Linked DNA regions of Mus musculus: regions 1 and 3 are each linked to region 2. The links are chromatin contacts, called in public promoter capture Hi-C maps. All regions are on one chromosome and are shown on one strand. The core of a region is the stretch at or near the end of the contact, and the rest is flanking DNA. Distances in the headings are between cores, read along the strand shown. Region 1 holds the start of Dnajc7 (DnaJ heat shock protein family (Hsp40) member C7). Region 2 holds the start of Igfbp4 (insulin-like growth factor binding protein 4). Region 3 overlaps Jup (junction plakoglobin).

The links. Promoter capture Hi-C pulls out the DNA fragments that hold promoters and counts their contacts.
Region 1: a promoter capture Hi-C map of hippocampal neurons shows a contact between it and region 2, with 6 times the contacts expected there. The contact joins the promoter of Dnajc7 here to the promoter of Igfbp4 in region 2. A contact is called at or near these places in 3 of 39 promoter capture datasets (the C10 cell line, hippocampal neurons and liver) and 1 of 115 datasets of contacts at active chromatin or transcription factors (astrocytes).
Region 3: a contact with region 2 is called in a promoter capture Hi-C map of liver, with 12 times the contacts expected there. The contact joins the enhancer-like site here to the promoter of Igfbp4 in region 2. A contact is called at or near these places in 5 of 39 promoter capture datasets (the 3T3-L1 cell line, hippocampal neurons, liver and 1 more) and 1 of 115 datasets of contacts at active chromatin or transcription factors (embryonic forebrain).

The regions. Positions count from the first base shown.
Region 1 is chr11:100,618,250-100,622,151 of GRCm38.p6, forward strand. Dnajc7 (DnaJ heat shock protein family (Hsp40) member C7) reads right to left here and starts at 1,378. Exons shown (of 14, transcript NM_019795.5): 1 at 1,279-1,378. The coding sequence starts at 1,355. It also overlaps a transcript of Nkiras2 not described here.
Region 2 is chr11:99,038,909-99,042,683 of GRCm38.p6, forward strand. It overlaps Igfbp4 (insulin-like growth factor binding protein 4), which reads left to right and starts at 2,336. Exons shown (of 4, transcript NM_010517.4): 1 at 2,336-2,937. The coding sequence starts at 2,589.
Region 3 is chr11:100,389,851-100,393,743 of GRCm38.p6, forward strand. The region is part of intron 1 of Jup (junction plakoglobin); the gene reads right to left. Among named protein-coding and RNA genes, the nearest start is that of Jup, 6.0 kb to the right of the region's middle. Within about 2 kb of position 1,386, at least 107 of the 459 cell types and tissues checked have an H3K27ac peak or open chromatin away from gene starts, as enhancers often do. A contact at or near this core is called in liver, where this site is marked.

The DNA.
Region 1 (3,902 bases), core at 128-2,627, 1.6 Mb after region 2:
CGGATGATGCTTAACTCCAGACACTGTAATGACATGGAAACTCAAACAGGAGGAGGAGGAGGCAAGGCTAAACTTGATAGCTCTTGATCAACTACACTTTGTCTAGCATCTCAGCTTTCAAGTCAGGTACTACCATACACCTGATGACTACAATATTCCCCGTATCTCTCCGAGTACCGCTTATAAGTCTAACTTGGACAGTAAACCCCTCAGAATCCTGATTTCTAGACCTCCTGAACTGACTCTGTTCAAATTATTCAGCCTGAAGACATTCCCTACAGGCTTGGTATGAACATGAACCACAAGGGAAGGAGAGTAAGGGGACTGTAGTCCATCCTAAGAAAAGGATCAAATTAATCATGCTACTGATAAAAGAATCAGTTCACCTTTGGTATCAGAACAAGTCCCGCCCGCTCCCAAGCGTACTCTAACCCCCCCACCCCACCCCACCCCACCCCGCTTTGAAAACCCGTTCTTAAGCTGGTGTCGGAATTCACCAAGTGTTCGAGAAAAACCACTCACTCAGCACCTCCCTAGGCTAGGCCAGACTAGCAATCCCGAGCCACTGCAGCTGCCCAGCAGTGCCAACTGCATTTAAACAGCTGTTCTCCTTGAGCTTAAGAATGCTCTTGGGAGGAATGGCGAAGAAGCGTCTGCCCCCGTACTGCAAGAGACAAGCTCCTCATTCGCCCTTCTGTCTATCCATTCTTAACTTCTACGGCTATCGGGGAGTGGGGGGCGACCAGGTCCATACAGTGAGCATCCAATTCTCTCAGCCTCACACTAGAGACCACTAAGGGTCATTAGTGAGGAAAGGGAAGTGAGGAGGAGAATGCGGGCTTCGGAGACGACCAGTCAGGACGGGCAACAATGCACACAAGTTAACCAGAGCGGGCGGAGGTCGGGGCTCTGTTAAGGAAGTCGTCATTGTCGCCGCGACGCCTCCCCCACTCTGCAGCCGACCTCTGGGGTTCCTACCCTTCCCCCCGCCCCCGCCCGGGAACCCGGCCTCCACGATGAAGTCCACCTTCCTCCCCGCGGCAGAACAAGACCATGCCTCAAGCTCCCTGCTAGGCGGAAGCAGAAGGGGACAGCAGACCCCCTAAGTGTACCCCTTCAGAGGGATCTCGGTCGACTCCAGCTCAGATGGGGGCGGGGGGTGTCTGCAGGAGAGCCATCGTCTCTGCATCTGGGGGCTGCCTCGCTGGCGGGTCCACCTGCCCCAAGCCACGAGCTGCAAGCTCGTCTCCTCCATGACTCTACCACCCGGTTGGTTACCTCTTGGCGTCTTCGTCCTCCAGCAGTTCAGGCTCGGTCGCCGCCATTACCACATCGCACTCCGCGGTAGCCGCCATCTTACCGCCGGGACCAGAGAGCCGGGTGGGAGGCAGACGGTGTAGAGCACTTCCGGTCGGAGCATCGAGCCGCTCGGCGGCGCCGCGCCCAGAGGGACTCCCTCGAGCCCGTCTACCAACGAGAGGCTCCGCTTGGGGCCAGAGCGGCCTTCCATCCCTGGAGGTCCACGGTGGTCTCCGCGCTGGGGCGGGGGCCCAGGGACGGTTCCTGTGCGTAGGGGGCGCCACTTTACCCGTGAATAGGAGGAGGGTACAGAAGGAGGTTGCCTCTCTGGGCCTAAGCTTGCCTCAGTATCCCTACAGCCCGGTTGCCATAACAACTAGCAATCCTAGAGAGCCTCCGGTAACGCTTGGGAGTCCCTGGTGGGTGGAGACGGGGTCCCCAAGACACTTGAGGAAGAAAAGCCCCCCCCAAGACTACCTTCCTGACTTTGCAGTGTGTCCACAGCTTCCTCCCTGGAAAGGCATGAAGAGCTACTTTGAGCCCAATCCCCAGCTTCATCAGTTCCTGGAAGCCCTGCCCAACCAAGCGAGGGGAACGCAGGGCGTCTTCACCCTGCTCCTTTCATCCTCCACGGATCTCTAAGCACCAACTGGTTCATCACCCCAATGACGCGGACCCTTTTATGAGGCTGCTTTCATGTCAGCCGCTTGGGAGTGCCATCTCAGCGTTAAGCCTAGAAAGGATGACATGGCGCGCCAGCCCCTGCCCCGGAGTTTATAAGGCAGCTCATGGGGTGAGGTCCCTTTTCCTCAGTGTCCCCTGTACTCCTACTTCTCATAAACTCTACCCAGCACGCTTGTCTGGCCAGATGTTGTCTGGATTGGGAAGACAGCATAATTATCTTTGTAGTACCACTACCACACACAACAGTGTTGGATTAAATTGAGGCCCTCTGAGGTTAAATGTGGGGAGGAGACGACCTTGAAATTGTAATTTAAAGCCAAAAGGAACGAAAATAAGACAATGGAATTTAAATTTCCCTTAAGGAAAGTGTGTGTCAAAGTCCCTAACCTTATTTGTAGGTCCTTATCATTACTGACGGAGTGGAAACTACCTGGGCCACTGGATAGAGAATGATAGCTGGACCTCAGTGAATTGAAATGCTGTGACCCTTTAATATGGTTCCTCCTGTCATGGTGATCCCCAGCCGTAAAATTATTTTTTGTTGCTACTTTGTAGCTATAAATTTTCTACTCTTATGAATTGTAATGTAAATATTTTTGGAGATAGAGGTTTGCCAAAAAAAGTCATGACCCACACAGGTTGAGAACCACTGCCTTAATTAACGAATTTAATTTTTCACCCATTTTTCAACAACGGGGGGGGGGGAAACAATTTTTTTCTTCCTTCCTGAATTTCTTATGTTAGATTTCTTCTGTTCATCTGTTCAACATGAAACCTGGGGTAAATCACACAGACCCACTGCCCTTAGCTTGAAACCTTGTCATCAATGCTTTTTGTCCCCACACCACACATCCCCCAAGTCTTTTCATCCCAAACTCTTAAACAATAAACTTAGAGACTGCAAATAGTCTCCTAACTGATCCTCAGTTTCATCTTTGCCAAGCCTTGGCTCTTCCGAGAGAATGACCTTTCTTGCAAAAGTGGATGGAGTGTGTCATTTCCCTGTAATAAACTTACCAATGGCGTGCTATTGTGGTGTTTGGTCCCTGGCCTCCCACACATCTTCATTATTTGGCTAGTCTCTGCAATCAATACTGAGCCCCTAGGGATTCCTGGCTCCAAAACTGTCATGAACCTTGTTGTATTTCCTCTGTGTAATAGCTAGCCCTGCTTGTCAACCTGACCGAATCTGGAATGAACTACAATCCAGAAATGCAGGGCACACCTGTGATCCAGATCTTGAGGTTGGAACACAGGTTTCTAACCTGGATCTTGACATGGAGATCTTGAGGAATAGTGACCAGGAAAAGCTTAAACCCAGGTAAGGTAGTTACATGCATTTAATCCCAGGAGATGGAGGCAAGCAGATCTCAGTGTAAGGTCAGCCTGCAACAAAGCAAGTTCCAGATCCAGACCTGGTGGCACACACCTTTAATCTGGGACACACCTTCTGCTAGAGGCCTTCATAAGGACGTTGGAAGAAGAGCGATTCACTCTTCTTTGCTTGCTTGCACTTACTTGCCAGCACATCTGTTGGAACCTACTACTTCAGGATTCCAGCTTAGGCAGAAGACCAGCTGAAACAACGAGCCTCGTGGGACTGAGAGAACTACTAGATTCTTGAACTTCTCATTCACAGCTGCCCACTATTGGGTTAGTTAGAATACAGACTGTAAGTAATTACAGTAAATCACCTTAATTTATAGAGACATTCCATAAGTTGTGTGACTCTAGAGAACCCAGACTGATACAAGAAATGTCATGGTTCTTGTATTTCCTCTGCTTCAGAAATCTCTGTGCTATTCGGCCCTTCAAACATGAACACAGACACCCCCCTTTCCTCCCTCCTCTTTGGTACCTGTCACCTCTAAGTTAAATGCCCCTCTGCCATGCCCATAGCACCCCACTTCAATAACAGC
Region 2 (3,775 bases), core at 1,086-3,585:
TCGCACCATCAGAAGAGCTCCTATAATCTGGGATGAGTTCCTAGCAGGGGAGGCCTAGGAAGGACAAAATGCTTGGTGCCTATCTCCTTCTAGGCACTTCTCAGAGATGCTTATAAAGTCCCTTTTGCTTGACAGGTCCTGAAGGTCCTGAGCTTCAGCATCCCTAATGAGGGCGAAGTGACAGGCTGGATAATCATCTAGTCTGACCATGCTGATACCAGTTTAATTTTATTCTTGAGCACAGGAAACTTGGCTTCAGGTCACATCAGCAGTGAATATTTCTCATGCCCCAGAGGTAGAACTGGCTTCGAGTGCCTCTGGGTCCCCATGTGTCCCATATAAATATCTCCTAGAGCGCCTGCCCATGTCTTAGAAAACTTATTTTCATTACACACTTGTCTTCTCTCTTCTTGAGGCAAAAGTCCTGGGATAATAAGTGCTTAGTGAATGTACCTTATGTGGAGAGTCATGCTTGAGCCCTGACTTCCCGGGAATGGGGTGGGGGTGGGGAGACACCAGAGGAAGGTTTGGGGGCAGAGGAGGTGTTGGGGTTGCAGGATGGGGGCCTCTGTCTCATCTAGAGACCTTTACAGAACACCCACTTTCATCAGCACGCGCGTCTATTCATCTTGGGTTTGCTGTCTGGCCGGCAAGTTGAGTGCTGGGCCTCAGAACTGTCCTTATTGGTCCTTCTTGTTCCCACAGGAGCTCCAAGAAGTGGCATAGGCTTCCTTTTAGCTAGACACCAACTTCAACTTGGTGCATTAAGTATAAGGCTGACTGGGTTTAAGGACGAGGATGGGGGCAGGGACTGGCTTCCGAATCAAAAACAAAACAAAACAGAAGCAAAAACAAAAAACCCGCTGTCTTCCCCCAGGAGCTTCAAGAACCCGTTCTGTTCACTTTTCTCTATGGCAGATGAGACAGGAGAGACCCAACTTTATCCTTGCGATGGGACTGAGGGAAGGAATCCTATCACTTCAACCCTCCTGCAGTCTTAGAGGTTGCCAGTAGGTGCCGTCAGTTCGCAACTTTTTGATCAGTCTTCCAGGTCCGGGTCTTGGTGCCTTTCTCCCTCCAACCGCGCCAACAGTCTGCGGTGCAGAAAGTGGGAGGTGGCCTAATTCCTCCGAGGCTGAAAGACCCCGACTCTGGGACAAAGAACCGGAAGAGGTCTAGGAAATCTTTAGGTTGGTTGCTCCTTGGATGTTTAGCCCAACCCTTCCGGACCCCATCCACCCGCAAAATCCTTCGGTCCTCCGACTGTGCCTGGACAGACACAAGAAGCGAACTCCTTGGTTGGGGAGGATGAGGAGGCGTAGGGAGAAATGAAAAAGAAGGTGGTAGGAGGTGGGTCTCTCCTCCAAACGCGACTCTAGATCAATTCCCGTTTCCAACAGAATTGCTGCGAGGGGAAGGGATATATTTATCAATAATCCCTTTATCACCCAGGGGCAAAGTGGCGTCGGGAAAATTAAAAGGCCGCTTCTCTTTCTGGAAATCTTTGACTGCCATCTACTGGGAAACTGTTGCAGTAACTATGCAAACACACAATGAGTACATGAAGTGGAGCCCCCTGGAGTTGTTCGACTCACATCTTGTACAAAGCCAATGGCAGTCTCCTTCCAGAATCTAAGCAGGGCGGTAGAGGGAACAACATCTAGGAAGGAGGAAGAGGCTTGGCACTTTGTTCTGGAGTTCTGGAAGCAGAGTGCAGCAAGGCCCAAATGGAACCAGGGGCGGGGGTCAAGCGACAGGGGTTCAGGGGCAAGTGAGAAGACTGCCTATTAGCACCTTGAGGCCAGAACTCTCCTGGACCCTTTACAGAGTGCTTAGTCGCCTTGTCCCACTTTAGCGCGGTCTCTAGAGGTTGACTGGACATACCCGGGGGGTGGGTGGGGGTGACCGGAGGACTCTGGCCAGGGATGGGAACTGAACAAGAGAATCTTGAATCCGCTATGAGGTCAGGTTTTCTGTGGCAGCAGGAGGATCTCCTAGGTGTCTGGGAAGGACTCCTTCGAGGTCGAGGGAGGGGGGCAAAGCAACATCCCCTTCGTTTCCCCTCGCCCTGCTTCCTCTTCAGGGTCCAGCTCAGAGGCTCTCCGCGCGCAGGCCACCGCTTCCAAACTGCGTCGCTTTCTTCGGCGGGGCAAAGGACTTTCAGATGTTGTAGCGGTGGCGGCGACTCAGGCCAGCGCCCCCTCCCCCCTAACGGCCTCTTCTCCCGCTCCATTGCTCCAGTTCCCCCTCGCCCTCCCCTGCTCTCCCACCTCGGGGACGGCGCTGGGGGTGTGGCCAGGGGGCCGGTATAAAGTCCCGGGAGCCGGTCCCGGGCAGCCGCTCAGCCCCCTGCCCCCCGCCGCCTGCTGGGCCGGCCGAGGATGCAGCGCAGCGCCTCGGTGGCCAGGCTCGCTCTGCTCCAGCGTGCTTGCTAACTTCCCCGGCTCCGTCTCTGCCTGCCGGGGTCGCCCCGTGTCCCTGCGCCCTCCGGGTCTGGTTCTCTAAGCTCTCTGGGCGCTGCCTCCGGGTCCCTTGCAGCCCGCTCGCGAGCCCGCGCTCCCCTCCTGCGCCCCACCCTCGTCCTCGCCATGCTGCCCTTCGGCCTCGTGGCCGCCCTGCTGCTGGCCGCAGGGCCTCGGCCGAGCCTGGGCGACGAAGCCATCCACTGCCCCCCTTGCTCCGAGGAGAAGCTGGCGCGCTGCCGCCCCCCCGTGGGTTGCGAGGAGTTGGTGCGGGAGCCAGGCTGCGGTTGTTGCGCCACTTGCGCCCTGGGCTTGGGGATGCCCTGCGGGGTGTACACCCCACGCTGTGGCTCAGGCATGCGCTGCTACCCTCCCCGGGGGGTGGAGAAGCCCCTGCGTACATTGATGCACGGGCAAGGCGTGTGCACGGAGCTGTCGGAAATCGAAGCCATCCAGGAAAGCCTGCAGACCTCTGGTAAGGTACACCTACCTTCCCTCGGCCACATTTCCCAAACACCCTCCTCCCTGCAACTTAGTTCCCATTCTGGCTGGCCTGGAAGGCCCGTCAATGCCCCCTGTGAGTTGAGGAGAAGGGAGGTACGTGGCAGAGCTTAGAAACAGCCAAGAATGCTGGCATTTAATCCCAGCACCAGTTGCCACTGGTCGAGGGAAACCTACCCCACCTCTTCATCTCAAACCTCCTAAGTACTTCTTTGGGAAGAGGGGCCTTGGCCTCAGTGGTAAGCCTGGCTCCTGAGGTAAGTTAAATGACCTGATTCAGTTACATTTGTCATCTAGAGTTAGATGACTGCGATGATAAGGTGTGCGTGCGTGTGTGTGTGTGTGTGTGTGTGTGTGTGTGTGTACATGCACATGTGCATACGTGTGTGCATGTGTCTGTGGGGGGTGATAAGGATGGTGTGTGTGTACATGCGCATGTGCATACGTGTGTGCAAGTGTCTGTGGGGGTGATAAGGATGGTGTGCTTGTGCACGTTTGTGTGATAAGGATGGTATGTGTATTCGAGCGGGAGGCAGTGTGTGTGTGTGTGTGTGTGTGTGTGTGTGTGTGTGTGTTGGGACGGTTCCTTTCTGTTCCTGATCCAGAGCCTGATCCACACACCCAGTCTCAGGTGAGAGGTGTGAGGAGCCAGGGGCTGGGCCTTTCACTCATCACCCTGGGGTGAAGTGGGACATACAATTCAGAAGAACCTCTGGGGTAAAGAACATGCGACTTGGACTTCCCCCAAAGGCTCAGAAAGCAAAGGAAGAGAAGGCAGGGCTCTTTCTGCCAGGTTGGCACATCCAGGTTTC
Region 3 (3,893 bases), core at 136-2,635, 1.3 Mb after region 2:
CGGAGAGGCCGCACCCAGTTAGGTCTCAGCATTCTTCACCCTGGAAACACAGGTCAGACCTTCTGCAATGCGCCCTGGACAGAACCAGGGTGGAAGTGAGGGAGACGGTGGGGGGTGGGGGGCCCTGCCCAGGCACTGGGCCAGAGATGGGTAGAGACAGAGACAGGGACAGGGCGGGTTTCCGAGTTGAAAGGGGGACCTTTGTTTAGCAGTGGGACTCTGCTCCATTGTTGGTGGCAGGGAGGAAGAAGCCAGTTTAGAGATCACAGGGTGGAGTAGGAGGAGGACAGGAAGAGAGAAGACACAGGCCCTTGAAGGGTATGCAAAGGTCCCTTCCCCCACTGGCTCCAGACTGGGGAGGGGGGGTGGTCAGAGCCCTGCCCTCCATGCCTGTTCTTCCATACAGCCAGCTGGGGTGCTGGCACCACGCACCCTCCGTCCAAGCTGTCCAGCAGAATGACGCCCAGTCCTGACTTTAAAAATAACCCCTCCAAGAGTGACAGCAGCCTCCGACCTAGCCAGCACCTGCAGGGACAGTCAAGCAACAGGCACAGCCACGCTGGGCTGCTAAGTGACAGTAAAACACCTAGAAACAGGCTCAGGAGAGGGCTGCCTGAGAGGCTGGGCTGGACCTGGATGCAGAAACAAAGCACGGGGCCACACATGGCAGGCAAAGCTGGGCTTCCCCTGGAGGTCCTTCGGGCTAGAGGTTGGCACCCTAGGCACACCCAGACCCACACACAGGCTTACATCAAAGCAGGAGAGCAGAGGGATAAACATCTTTACAAAGGGTCCCCATCAGAACCAACACCTAACTGGCTGTGGGCCTTTGGGCAAGTCAAACCATTTATGTAGTCATGGGACCCCTTTTCCTCAGACTGTATGTAACCTGAACATAGCTGCCACCCAAGCAGTAGCCAACCCCAACAGAACAGTCCCCACCTCAGAGTAAGGGCTTAGAGAGGATACCAGCCCTAAGCTTCCCTTCTCAATGCCTCTGGATCCAGCTGAGATACTGCCAACAGTCCCAAGGACAGAAAGAAACACACACTGTCATGGCTCGCACAGTCAGACATAGAAACTTCTAGAGACTGCTGATTCCACGAGGGAACCCCTCACTGTCCCCCCAACCCCAGCACCCCATTCTATCATGGTGAGAGGTTCCTGGGCAGACACCATGATTTCTATCACCAGAATGGCCCACACTGGTAAGAGAGGCAGCACAAGCTACTCGCGCATGGCCGATGCTGATGACCAGAGAAGACAAGGGATGTTTCAAAGGAACATTCTCACTTCCAGCCTGGAGGGCAGCCCAGGCCAGACCATGGCTGAGAAGAGGTCTGGAGTGGGAGAGGCTCAGGCCATGACCCAGCTGCTGTTTGTTCTCTTCTGGGCTGCTTCCCAAAGCAAACAGAGCCGGGTGGGAAAATGGAGGGGGCTATGTAGCAGAGGGAAGTGGCCTGACCTAGGAAACCTAATGGGTTCCCCTAACAGAGGGCTCCAGCTGCATCCCTGATGAGGACAGCATCCCAGGCCGGCAGATGAGCCCAAACCAGGACTCCTGGGAGTGGAAAATTACTCCAGCTGTTACAAGCCCCTAGCCAGCACCATTGGGCTTAGGCAGTCCCATTAACAGCAGTTGGATGCCAGCCAGTTAGAGTAGGATGTTACAGGCGTAGGGCTGGACAGGAGGGACCTGAACCCTTAGTCCCTGGACAACGCAGGCTGCAGCAAGCAAAAGCTTTGCAAGAAGGCTTCAAGCAAATGCCTTAGTTGGGGGGAGGGGCGGGCTGGAGAGATGGCTCAGCGGTTAAGAGCATTGACTGCTCTTCCAGAGGTTCTGAGTTCAATTCCCAGCAACCACATGGTGGCTCACAACCATCTGTAATGAGATCTGCTGCCCTCTTCTGGGGTGTCTGAAGATAGCTACAGTGTACTTGTCATATATATAAAATAAGTAAATAAAATCTTTAAAAAAAAATGCCTTGGTTGGGGCTGCTAGGATGGTTTAGCAGGTAAAGGTGCCTGCCTGCACCATAACCAAATGGCTTGAATTTTATCCACATGGCAGAAGGACAGAACTGACTCTTACAAGTTGCTCTTTGATTTCAGCCTGTATGCGGCAACACCCCCCGAAATAAATACATGTTTGGAAAAATAAAAACTTGCCATGTTGAGGGCACAGGAGGGCTTCGCGGATGAGCGGCTTCTGAGTGAAGTGCTTGTATGGCATGCCCGGAAGCCCTCCCTGGGCTCTAATCCCTGTATTGTGCAGGAATAAAAGCAGCTCACCTCTGTATACAGAGCTCACATGGAGGTGGAAGGTCAAGAGCAAAGGATAGGAGGGGAGGGAGGGAGGAAGGTTCAAGGTGGCTACCTCACACAGTTCAAATTAAAGACAGCTGCTTTTTATTCTCACAAATTTCTGTGCATTCCTCAATTTAAAATAATAAAATAAAATAAAATAGCAATCAGCCAGCCAGTGATGGCGCATGCCTTTAATCCCAGCACTCGGGAGGCAGAGGCAGGCAGATTTCTGAGTTCGACGCCAGCCTGGTCTACAAAGTGAGTTCCAGAACAGCCAGGGCTACACAGAGAAGCCCTGTCACGAGAAAAACAAAAAGACCAACTGAGCACAGTGGAGCAAGCCTTTGATCCTGACACTCAGCGACAGAGAAACAGCCCACAGTGAGGCAGTTTGTCGATTGCCTGGCCTCTTCTCGCCATCACTAGACATAAGATCTCCCTCCACACTGGGAAACCGCAGAGAAAGCTGAGCACCCTCCTCTGCAGCCAACCAGAAGTTAAGAGGCCAGGAGGCTAGCACAAGCAAACGGTCAGACGGTCAAAGAACTCTCTCTCTCTCTTCGAATCTAGCCCAGGAAGTTGCTGGAAAATGGGACGGTCAACCACATCCCAAGAGAAAGACCTCAGGGTGTCTGTCATCTGTTGAGACACAAATCCCAGTGACCTGTCCCGCCCCATCTCACTACCTTTTTCTTTCAGAGAGTTACTGGGCCAGCCAGCTGTCAGACGCTGGGTTTCTATTCGGCCCTGTGGTTCTTCTTCCCAAATTCCCAAACAAAAAGTTTCCTCCAAGGACTTAGACTGACTCTTCACCCACAGGAAGCGCCTCCTGGGCAAGGGTGGCCCTCTCCAGAGGAGACTCTACTATGAGCCTCCACCTGCTTCTCCATTTGAAGTGAAGACCTCCCATCCGGAGCTGGAGAAATGTCTCAGCAGTTAAGAGCACTTACTGCTCTTGGAGAGGACCCAGACCAGTTCCCAGAAGCCATATGGCAGCTCACAATCTTCTATGACTCTGCTTGCGGGGAGAATCTGACACTGTCTTCTGGATAGGAAGTCTTTTTCTCTGTCTAGCCTCTTCAATAAAGACATCTGCGTGTCCTCACCCCACCCACCTTGTCCCTGTTGGCCTCAGGGTGCTAGAAAGCCACCAGCCCAAATTACTCTGTGTGGTAATCTGCGAGAATGACTTCATTCTCCCTTGGTGCTTCCCAGTCAAGGCTCCTTGCTTTAGGGGCTCTCTTCTCTAAGATAGGTAAACACACTGTGGTTCCGTCCTGATGGGAAGATCTGGTAGTAAGAACCTCAGTCTTTAGAATGTACCAGTACGCAGGCTCAACCTAGCCCCAGTTCTCCATTCTGATGCCAGGTGCTGGGTTGGCAAAGGGGTCCAAATCAGTCAAACCTAAGAAGACCATGCGCCACCAAATCCTCCTTTGTGGGCTAGCTCTGGCTGACAGGCATCTCCTACAACCTCTCACTCTACTCCCACAGGCAGGAATGTCCTCCTGTGGAGGTTTTCATAGCCCAATGCTAGTGTCTCCAGCCATGACAGGGCAGTAGAAAGCTCCTCTCCAAGCAAGCCT